Regions from separate parts of the Anas platyrhynchos genome. Here region 1 is linked to region 2. The links are chromatin contacts, called in public Hi-C maps. All regions are on one chromosome and are shown on one strand. Each heading gives the region's core, a stretch centred on a gene start, on an enhancer-like site or on the middle of the called end of the contact. The rest is flanking DNA. Distances are from core to core; before and after follow the strand shown.

What was found. A called contact is a pair of places that touch in the nucleus more often than the background predicts.
Region 1: a Hi-C map of F5 follicle shows a contact between it and region 2, with 2.6 times the contacts expected there. The contact joins the promoter of TSPAN3 here to the enhancer-like site in region 2. A contact is called at or near these places in 6 of 8 Hi-C or Micro-C datasets (F1 follicle, F5 follicle, skeletal muscle and 2 more).

Annotation. Positions count from the first base shown.
Region 1 is chr11:11,964,952-11,971,323 of IASCAAS_PekinDuck_T2T, forward strand. TSPAN3 (tetraspanin 3) reads right to left here and starts at 4,301. Exons shown (of 7, transcript XM_027465609.1): 1 at 4,142-4,301. The coding sequence starts at 4,204.
Region 2 is chr11:11,909,939-11,915,404 of IASCAAS_PekinDuck_T2T, forward strand. PSTPIP1 (proline-serine-threonine phosphatase interacting protein 1) reads left to right here. Exons shown (of 15, transcript XM_005025076.6): 4 at 2,823-2,857; 5 at 4,283-4,389. Among named protein-coding and RNA genes, the nearest start is that of PSTPIP1, 32 kb to the left of the region's middle. Within about 2 kb of position 2,318, at least 3 of the 8 cell types and tissues checked have an H3K27ac peak or open chromatin away from gene starts, as enhancers often do. A contact at or near this core is called in F5 follicle and subcutaneous adipose tissue, where this site is marked.

The sequences.
Region 1 (6,372 bases), core at 3,051-5,550, 57 kb after region 2:
GATTTTTTTTAATGATGTCAACTAGAAAACTTAATAAATATCAGAACAGGACTTCACAGAATGTGTAGAACCACTAGCAAATTCAGGGGAGTTTGGGTTATTAAAGTTAGAAGTCACAGACTATGAATGTGTACAGCTATGACCCAGTAGCATGCTGCCTTTTTCAGAAGCCTTGAAAGACAAACATGGAGCAGCCGTAAAATTATTAGAAATGACAACCTATTTGACTCCAATACTGAAAAACAAGAGAACCTTATTCTTAATGATTTATGAAGGTTTGTGGGTATAACTGAAAGCACTTCTCTTTATGCCTGCTGCCACAAACAGGGACAGCTTGTCTTGGCAGAAGTCTTTGGCAGTACCATTTAAGCTAGCTTGCTTCTCCCCGCAACAATTTGTAGCAGCAAAAAGAACTTGCTATTGCCAACATGCTTTTCTGTATTAATTTTACAGAAACAGCCTTGTCAACTGCAGGATTTGTTAATATGAAATCATACCTGCACAAACAAAACTTCATGTTTTTTCTTGTTGCCAGTATTTCTAAACCCTAGACATTACCAAACGGTACCATCTGAGAACTTCTGAATTAAAAGAAATGATGTGAGCTACTGCAATACATACTCAGAAGCCCGAGGTAAACATCTCAGAGCACACTGCAATAGATTCATACTGAATAGGAATAGTATTGTGGCTTCACACAAGCAGAAGTTCCATCAACAAAACAGTAGAACAAACCAACAATCTTTAGATATAAGAAAGCATCACAATTTAAGCTGCTTCTTCTGTTCTTAAACACTTCTTCAAAACTGAGGTGTTTTTTGACACTGCTGTCATACCGATCTAACAGATCTAGCTGTTGCTTAGATGTGTGGTTCCACAGTGCTGTGCTCCTAAGCTTTCTCTTGTTTCTTGCCCTTACCTTATATCACTGTGTTCATTTGATAGCTGTTCAACCAGGATCATCGAATTAAATACACTTAAGTTCATGCCCAGCTTTTCCAAGGATTAGTTTTCTCCTGGAAACAGGACTAAAGCAGTTAATCGCAAAGTTAAATGAACACTGAGGCCTGCCCAAGTAAGCAGCAGTAACACAGGCCTTTCTGGTAACAGCCATAGCACTTCATACCCCACAACTACAAATTACCTTATGGATGGCAGAGATCAACTGATAATAGCATCAAAAATACTTGAAGACTTACGGTAGATATCTTAGATTTTCTCATCTATATATCATTAGGTTCACAGTATCCAAACAACAGCTGATACTAAGCAATTTCCCAACTCTCTTCTAGACTAACAGCCCATCAAGTTAAACATAACATAGAAAATAGAACTAAAGGAAAAAAAGGACCAACATGTTTAGTAGTCATGAACTCAGAATGCATATCATCATTATTATTTTTAACAAGCTGCATTCTAGACTACAGAGCATAACAAGAGAAGTCTCTGCTTTTTCTTCAGGCAGCAGAAGTGGTAATTTTCTGAGCATCTCACATTCATAAGACTCAACTATAAAAGCATTCTGAACATTCACACCCTCCCACAAATTTCAGACTCATGGTAAGGGAGAAGAAGTTACAATCATATAATGATAAAATATCCTGAGTTGAAAGGGACACACAAGAATCAAGTCCAACTTCTGGCTCCACACAGGATCACTCCCAAAAAAGGATCAAACCGTATTTCTAAAAGCATTATCCAAACACTCCTTGAATCCTGATTTGCCTGGCTAGTCTAACAGATCTTTCAATGACTTCATCAAAATAATCTTAAATTTAAATGCAGAAGCAACTTGATATATCTACAGACCATGAAGATGACGATGATCATGGTGATGAGATTTATATATGAAACTCTAAAGAGACATATTAAGTTTATAAAGGAAATTAAATGAGGTTTCGGAGTTACTTGACAAATTATAGGCTATTGATTATTGTCATAAGTCTCACTGCAAATCTTAATGATCTAATTACCAGAACTGGAACTATGTATAAATGACAATCAAAAGATTTCTGTAACAGCACAGAAGCAATTAATGTTTAGTGACCATCTAGTTGACAATGCAACATAGACATTCAGCTCAAACACCAAATGAAACATGCTAGATCAAGAATTCAAATGCTTCCTTTCTCTTCTGCTATTTAAAATGAAGATGTGCTACTTTTGCTCAAAGTATGCAAGAAAGACAAATGAATTCTTTTCCTATTTTTAGCATGTAGCTTGGCTAAAGAGGCAAAATACGGATTTTGTGATTTTCACTTTTTAGGAAACATGCTTTTATCATTCTACATGCAACTTAGCAGTATGGCTGTTCCAGCTGCTTGCCTGTCAGAAAACTATCCGCATAAGCTGACTTGTCACTTATGGTTTGCAGAATACATCAATGGCATTTTAATTTGACATGACGTACTTTGTATCTAAATACAATCTGTCCCAAATCAAGTTTGTCTCAAAACTAAAGCCATTAAAAATGGAAAAGCACTCCATTCAGCATTACACAAAATAACTTCTGCACTTATCTCTGTTTAAGCTGGATAACTGCACTTGCAATTAAATTATTAAACCCAGCAAATAGCAAGCAATACTTTTCAAATTTATAAAACATGAAAACTCACTAAAGTTTGGGGGGGTGGATGAGAAATTGCATGCAGAACGCATTCATTTATTAGACACAATCTAATATAAACCAGCAACCAAGGTGAAAAAAACACCACTTCAAGATGCAACTTCGACTACCTACATTTCCTGTGAAAAACTAAGTATTCTGTAGCAGCCACCAAATTACCTTTTTTTAATGCCATTTGCACATAACAAAAAGCCACACCCTTCAGAGCAGATTCCAAACAAATGGCTGTGCTAAAAGATTGATGCAGCTACATGATACTTCAAAGGTAAATAACGGAGCTAATACACCTTAGTGAAAACGAGCTATTCCTAACATGCTCCACTTAAAGTCAAATATGCCTCACACTTACTGTTCATGTCTCTGAACAGCTGTATACACAGATGTCAGTGAGACTGCACAGGCATGCATTTTGCCTGACCATGATTCGTGTTTAGGCACCCAAGAGAGACATTCCTTTGTAAAAATTTAGACAAGAACATTTATCCTCTAACATTTGTTAGCTTTCATATGGCTTTCACTATTAGCTATTCTGCTAAATATAGCTACTTTTTTATGTTCTAATATCTTGTTACCCACTATCCCTTTTTCAAAGCTGAAATCTTTGAGCAGCTGGGACAACAAATCTTCTGTTCCTGGAGCTGGGATTACAGGATGAGAAACACAGGATCTAAAACCAGAAAAGGAATTCTTAAAATACACAGACAGCCTTAAATGTGGTTTCATTTATGCACGTTGTTCTGAGAGGGCACTTGTGACAGTGAGTAAGATGTCAAATTACAGCTTGTCATGTTAAGTTCATCCTCAGAAAGGGGTTTACAGCAGCCTACTGTTGCACCAAGCCAGCACAGCCAGCTTACAGGGTTGTCTTGCTGGCTGTAGTTGCGGCAGGTTTAAGCAATGTGTAAATAGCACGATGCAGCTGTGCTCACTGGAAGAAACAAACCACAAGACTCGCTGTTAGACTATTAAGTTACATGTGTATCACAGAGCTGTCCTAAACCGCTGGGGAAACAAAAAAAAAAAGCAACATACTACATAGTTACCACTAAGTACTTAGAACAGTCGTGTTAGGTAGAAGGCCAAAAGCTAGGTGGCTGTAACAGCTCTTTAAAGTCTAAGCCGGCAGTCCTGAAAGCCTCAATAACGCGGCTCAAGGTGCATTCAGTTACACAAGCGTCTCTCGTGTTCTTTACACCCTCGCTGCCAGGCTGCCGAGGCTCCCTCCACCTCTCAACTTCGGAGGCGAGGGCGGCTCGGCAGGGACGGGCTGCGCACAGCGCTCCGGCACAGGTCCCCAAGGAGAGGGCACGAAGCGCCTGCCACACGGCCTTGACCCAACCACGGCACGGGCACAGCGGCACGGGGCCGCTCCCAGCCGCCCCTTACCGAGGCCGGGACGGCGCCCAAGAGACGCGGCCCCCTCAGGGCCCCCGGCCCGCGGCGCCCCGGCCCAGGCCCAAGGCCTCCCCCCTCCCCGCAGCAGCTCCCCCCGGCCCCGGAGGCGCCCAGACTCACCCAGAAGATGAGGTTGAGGAAGACCAGGACGGTTTTGGAGGAGGTGATGCCGCACTGCCCCATGGCGCCGCCGCCGCCGCCCCTCAGCCCCCGGCCCCGCTCCGCGCCCCTCGGCTCCGCTCCGCCGCCGGCCCCGCCCCCACGTGACCCGGGCAAGCCGAGGCAGTGGCTTGCGGAGCCTAAGATGGCGGCCGGCTGCGTCACGTGGCGGGAGGGGGGCGGGGGAACCTAAGATGGCGACCGCTCCCCCTTAAAGGAGCCTGCGGCCTGCAGCCGCGAGGTGCCTGACGCGAGAGCTCTGGTCAGCTTTCGCCGTCCCTTTGGAAAAGGGACGCGCTTTGTCAGCCCCATTAGCAGCTTAGGCTGAAGTGGCCCTTGGAAATCCCCCGTGCAAATAATGACTTCTTTCAGTGGATGTTTAGATTGTGAGGAAAAAAGAAAAAAAAAAGCGCTCAAAGATTGCCCCAGTCAGAGGTATGGACAGTTTCAGGGACTACCTACAAATCTCAGTTGAGCTAAAAGTAAACGTTTCAGGAATTACAGCTGCGCCCTGAGTGCTGCTTAACCTCTCAGAACAGTGCTGAGAGCGCTGGGACACAAAAGCTAAGCTCTGTCCCAACAGGAGAAGCAGCCTGAGACATCTCTTCCTAAATGACCGCTGTCAGGATCTCCCTGGCTGGGTTGCCTTGCTAACTATCCTGCTATCAACAGTGTGTGTAAAGGTGAAGCTTGACGTGTTTTCCCATGAGGAACCTTCCAAGCGCTTTCCAAGGATGCTGCAGGTTGCCAGGCCCGGTTCCCCAGCTGGCAGGCATTCTCTGCTGCCAGGCTTTTAGGAGACTTTTGCTGTCAGCCTTTTTCCCAGTCGGGCCAGGTCACCTTTGGTGCTGCTCCCATCCCCACCACTCTCCCATTCCCATGATGACTTCTTGTCCCCAAGTCTCACTTGGGGACCCGCCTCCCACAGCCATTCCCCGTCAACAGCCGACATCCCCAAACCACTTTGTGGTGCGGACAGCAGGAGAGGGCTGCGTTCAGCCTCCCGCTGACCTATGCAGGAAGAAGTGCAGGCAGAGGCTTTGTAGGGTGGAAAAGTCCTAATTTAATAGGTGGGTAATTGTGGCTGCCACCCCCAGCCAACCCCCAGCTGAGGTCCTTTCAGATCCAGGAATGGGCCCGGCAGCCCGCGTGGTCGCCAGATCCCGGATCCTCTTCTTGGACCCGACGCAGCCAGGAGACGTCATTGAGGTCGTCGTACCAGACGTCCTCGTTCAGTCTGTGCCCAGAGTGCCTTCGGACCATCCCCTGTTCTTCAAAGGGGCTTGCCGGGGCGAGGCACTGCGGGAGCAGTAGTTGGGGCTCCTCTACCACTGCTGCTGTCACGTCATCCCCATGTTGCGCTCCAGTCTTTGGCGGGTTGAGGCGTCGCGTTGGGCGCGTGGCTCCAAGCGCTCGATGGCCTCAATACGCCCATGGCACATTGGGCAGGTGAACCTCTGAGTGGCCCAGGGCTGGATGCACTGCCGGCAGAAGCAGTGCCCGCAGGGGTGCATCCGAGACGCGTCGGACAGCTGGCCCAGACAGATGGCGCATGTCTCGTCCCCAGGGGCCTCCTCGTCTGGCTGCTCCCGCTGTTGCTGGTTCATTGTCCTTGCAGCTGCCCCGGCGTCAAGATGGTCTTGTGTGGGAAGGTGCCCCGGTGCCGGGTGGTTGTCAGCAGACTCCGGTCTTCAGCACCTCCCCTGCGGGTCGCCGGCACGATCTCGACGCTTCACGACTCCCTGGCTGGACCTCAGCACCTCGCATGCCACGAGCAGGACTACTACAGAAAGAAGCAGGAAGAAAACATTCTAGCAGCAAATCCACATTAGCTTTCTAGGTTCAGCCAAGTTGTCTAGAGTACTAGAGCAGTAAATGTTCTTCGTATGGACTACAACCAATGCTATTAATAACGGCAGCTCTGCTTCTGATAGAAGAATGGCTTCGTGTGTGCTTCACGCAACACCTATGCCTCTCGTCTTCCAGCAATGGCACCTCGAGCTATACAGCCACAAGCTGTACTGGCCGCAGGCATGCCACTCAGGGCTTTTATAGCCAGCCACCTTTTGGAGGCCGTAGGGTGACGGTGACTCTGTAGTTACATCACAAGGGTCTCGGGGTGCCCCTGATGGCAGCACTGACAGACGTCACCTGACGGTTGTGGGACAAGGCTGAGGTGAGATGGCTGCTCC
Region 2 (5,466 bases), core at 1,068-3,567:
AGCACAATATACTGTGAGGATAAAGCACCGTGTAGAAGTGTTCCTAAGAGCAAGACATCCTCATTTCGGTTGCTTTGGAATCAAACTCTTACCAATCTTATTAGAGTCACACCCCACAGAAGGAAGAGGCAATAGGTACTGTATATACAATGGTCCCAACTGAATTCAAACCCTTACATACGTCTGCTACATGGGATGCTTCCAGGAAACTCTCCAAAGTGCTGACATTATATATTTCACTGGCATAATCTGAGCATCTAGCAGCAGAGAAAAAAACTTTTCTGTAGGATTGCTGCTGCTGCAGCCAGCACATCCCTGCAGCCCAGAAAGCATAGAGGAATACCTGAAGGATCTGTGGGTCAAGATTTGATTTACTTGTCCTCCCCCCCACATCAGCTAGCACAACAACATGGTTGCTACTCCAAGTGCCACAGGGATGAAAGATCTGATTCACTGATTTCAGAACGTTAATATAAAAATGGGGAAGGAAATGGCTTAAATCTATTTCTGTCTTCTTAGGGACTGTGGCCTTGCCCTAACCAGCAGCTAAGGAACTGCCTGTGCAGATCTTTTATGCCAGGAGCAAAAGGCCACTTAGCTTAGTTGCTATTTCTGAAATAGCAACTAAAGACCATGTGGGGGCAAATGGGTGTCCCCAGCTCATAGCCAGGTGCGTTATTATACCAGAAAACCAGCAAAACCACCTTACAGAAAGCCAGCAAAAATGAGAGAAGCTTCCTGTATGGCTTATCATGATCTACTCTGGTAGCTCTGATGTCTGGAAAACAAAATAAGCAGCAAAATGCTTTTGTCCTGGATATGTATTGATAATGATTTTTTTTTTTCAGTATCCATTACAGCAGCTTTTTCAGCCTTGCCATAATTCAAATCACCAATATTGATGAAAAAATCTCTGAAAAACAGATTAATATGTCACACAAAAACAGTGCGTGCAATTTGCAAGTGTCCTCTGTTTTTAAAATGTCAGTATTTACCTATTTCTAGCACGAAGTTGCTAGCATATTTCCCACATCCCATTGGACAGTCTGTAATAAAAAAAAAAAAAAAAAGGAAAAATATACTTATGGAATAAAATTAGCTTAAGTTTTCAAAATAATCCTTTAGAACTTTTAGCAGGGGAAAAGCTAACTCAGCTACTGATATTCAACTTGGTTTTTGATTTCAAGTTTTTAATTAAATGAGCTGTAATTAATCCTGTTTTTTTCCATTGTGTTATGAAAATTGAGTTTCCATCAAAGTTTCCACTCCAGACTCACTTTGTGTGAACAAGGGTACAGAAGGAAAGGTGACTGAACCTTCAAAATGACTGAATATTGTGAGGATGATAATCTGCCACCAAAAAAAATAAATTAGTTTACCATAGTTATTTTCTTGAGAAGATACTGAAAGAGTCCAACAAGTAGATGAATACACATGTTTTCTGGCTGAAAGCCTTTTCCTTATATTTCCACGGACAGATACGAAGCTAGATTTGGAAGCACATTGCAGGGCAGCAATCACTGGGGACAGTCCCAGTCTTTCCCATCCTCTGTGCACTTTTCTTCTGCCTGGTAATGTGGTCTTGCTACTTGGACAACCAGCTTTGATTAGGAAACAGATGTCCACATAAATTAACACAGGGCAATTAGGACGCTTCACACATCTCCTAAGCCTCCTGGAACACCCAGGAGATGCAGGATTTCCCTCCCCATCTGCAGTCACACATGGCTGAGGAGTGATCCGCATCCTCTGCTGGGCTCTCCCAGTAGCCAGGCTTCAGCCAAGGAGATTTTGGAGGCTTTTCCCCTGGCCTCCTGTCTGGGGCAGCTGGGCACACTCTGGAGAGCCCAGAGCTCTTTCCCTCCTTGCCTCTGAAAAACCTCAAAATCACCACACCCACTGTCTTGGCTTCTGTATATGCAAATGTCCTTCCAGCCTGCGAACTCGGAGCTAGAGCTGATTAAGTTGAAAAGGCCCCTTACAGACTGTGCTCTTTCCTCTCTTGTCACCTCTATACTGGTCTTTCTGCTGCTTTCTAAAAGGACTCCGGTTCACCAAAAAACAGGACATCAGGTGAACTACCATTACCCCTTTGCATCCTCCTGCAACTCCCCACTGCAGGACTGCTCTCCTCGACGCGCGGGTCCACCGGAGGAGCAGTGCCAGCTTCTGGTCACCTCCACGCTGTATATCACAGCCTGAGGCCTCATTTTACAGCACGGGTTATTCATGTTGTGCTTCTGGGATGGTCGGGGCCCCTGTGAGCAACACTCTCACAGCTCTCAGCGCCTCGTGTCCTTCCAAGGACGGCGAGCTGCACCACACGGGGGTGCTAGGAAAGCGCAGGACGGAGATGCTGCACAGCGGAGCTGCTCCGGCTTCAAGGGTGACCAAGTAGGAAAAATTTGCTGGTGCTGCATTCAACACAGAAGGCGGGGCTGGCTTCTCCCTACCCTTCGGGCTAGCGCTCTGAAACCCAATTTCCCTTGACCATCTTTATTTCACTCAGTTGACTTGCATCCGTTGGCAACATGCAAGAACAGAGAGATGTCTGTTAGCGCTCAGTTACAGATACAGATTAAAAAAGAGGGTGCACATAAGGAGCACTGCAATTCTTTGCTTCATGGAGCATTTTATTGCGTTTCCTAGTGGTAACAGATTGATGCTATTGTGTCTCTTAGCATGGGCAATTTTTATCACAGGACTATTAAGAGCTTTTTTTCCTGGGTGGATCTTTTGTTTGAGGGAAAGTTTTTCCTCTAGATTCACAATCCACCCTTCGAAGCCTATGTTAACAAAGCACACTTGTTTTTGTCTCACAGCACGCTGAAGGCAGCATTTGAGAGGCTTAAGCAACGTAAGTATTTACATCTTTCTTTCTGACCTGGGTTAAGACAGACACGTGATTGTGCTTGCCCTCTCTGGGGTTTTTCCTTCTCTTCCCCCTCACACTTCTAACGTTTCTGTCCCTGTCCATAGTGGGGAGAGTGGAGGGAAAGGGCACTCATTAGAGTCCTTCTCCAAAGCTGGGCATCAAATCCAATCTCTGGAGGCACAGAAAATCACTTGTTCCTCAATCTGGTCCTACCTGGATAAAATCACATAACATTAGCAGTGTTCCCAGCTCTACAAACCACTAACATCAAAACAGTGTGCTTGCTTACTGTGCCCAAGGCCGAGCTAAAACCTTTCACACAGGAAGAGCACCACCATAGCCAATAGGACCCTGCACCTGGGTACTGGCACCTGTGTTTGGGATAACAACACCCTTAGAAAAGCAGCTGGTGAATTAAGGTATTCTTAGAGCTTGGGTGGGGGAGTTCAACAGGCTCCAGGGAGACCTTACAGCGGTCTTTCAGTATCAAAAAGGGGCCTACAAAAAGCTGGAGAGGGACTCTACCAGAGAGTGTATGGACAGGACAAGGGGTAATGGTTTTAAACTAAAAAAGGGTAGATTTAGATTAGATATAAGGAAGAAATTCTTTACTCTGAGGGCAGTGAGGCACTGGCACAGGCTGCCCAGAGAAGCTGTGGCTGCCCCATCCCTGGACGCATTTAAGGCCAGGCTGGATGGGGCTTTGGGCAGCCTGGGCTGGTGGGAGGTGTCCCTGCCCATGGCGGGGGGGTGGAAGTAGGTGATCTTCAAGGTCCCTTCCAACCCAAACCATTCTGTGAGTCTATAAGTTTTGGAAAATGCAGGGCTCCATTTCAGAGCCACCAAAGCTGACAAATGCAGAGATGTTAACCAGCCACTTCCAAGAGCATCAGCCAGGTGGCCTGAAATTCAGCCCACCTTAGCTGGCCCTTGAAAATCCTCAGCTTGCAACCACCTCTGATGATGGTTGTGCAAGGCTGGAGGCAAATGGAATATCCAGTGCCATAGAAGGGGGAAAGGCAGACTCCAAGGGGACGATGGGCATCAGTTCCCTCCTTCCCTCACCCCACAACACCTATGGCTGGGGTAAATGGGGCTGTGAAGAAACTCAGCCAGCCTCTGCATTTGCCAAGGCTGCTCTGAGTGGGTGCTCCAGTTCTGCAGCAAGCTGTTGTGCCCATGTATGTGCAAGCATTGAGAGGACCTGCAATAAGCCCTGTTCAGGTTGTGTGAATCCTCAGCAATGTCAGGCTCCCTGTGTTTCTGCATGCACTTTTTTTTTTTTAAAGGCTGCTTTGCTCGTGGCAAATTGTACAGTGTCCACATCTCAGAAATATCTCCTGAAAAACGTGACTTTACATTTAAAGACCTTACCGCTGACTGCATATCAATTCTGATCTGCTTTAGAAATTGAAAGCGTTGGAAATTCTCACATCCAGCTGGCAGTCATGCTGAGGGATGAACTGAAAGGAATAGAGGAGTTCCGAGAAAGACAGAAGGAGCAAAGAAAAAAGGTGAGGAATCAGCAAAACTTGGAACCATGTTGGGTCAGCGGGCCATACTGATGACCTGCCTCCAGCCATAGACTGGGAATAGTGCAAAAGATGATAAAATGTGCCCAGCGTGTCCTGTTCACTCCATGTACTAGACTGTGGAGGAACGACTTTCTGAGCCCAGCTACAAGTTAAGTAATTCTCTGAACTCAGGAAACAGAAGCTTTAGTCACTTCCACTGTCTCTGTGTAACTGCAGATACTATTCTTATCCCCATAAGAACTTAATCCCTCCTTTCCTCTTTTTATACCTGCACTAAGTACCTTGCTATGGCATGATCCTGCATGATCTCTAACATGCACTAAAATAAACACAAACATCTAAAATCATAAATGATCGTAATTAATAATTTATGATCATAAATTATCACAAAATCATTTTAAATTCATAAAATGAATGTTATGCTGAATGCAGCATACATGCTGAATTACAGATACTGGGAATAGCATCTAGCTGATGTTATATAATAAAAATCAGAGTATATTTAAGGCTTTTTCATCCTCTAGGGTCTTATTCAGCTCCAAGTCACTTGAAAAAGCAGCTCTTCACAGAGACAAGTGGTCACTTACTCCTCTGGTTCCACAGGCTTGAAGACAAAGAGCTGACAGTCACTTAACACTGAAAACAATGACTTAAGGAGCAGTAAAAATCAAATATGCAGTCCTTTGCCAATTTCAAACAAATGAAAATATATATGGGCAGTGTCCAATGCAACAAAACTCGTATCTACAACCCAGACACACAGGAACTTGGAGCAGCACAGAACCGAATACGAGAGTGGGTAAAACCAGCTCTGCTTCTGACTGTGCTGCTACTGAGCTCTGAAGTTCACAACAATCCGATAAAGCAAATTACGCATGCAAATACAGACAGTGTGCACCTCAGTCATCTGCATTCCTCTCCCACACCCACACTTCACTACTGGGATCCACAAAGAGAGAGCTTCTCTCTCCTTTTGAAAACGATAAGCTTAATACTCAAATGGGAACTGTTATAGGGGCCTGGGGAAAAGGTAAAATCTCCTTTGGAGTGTCAGGA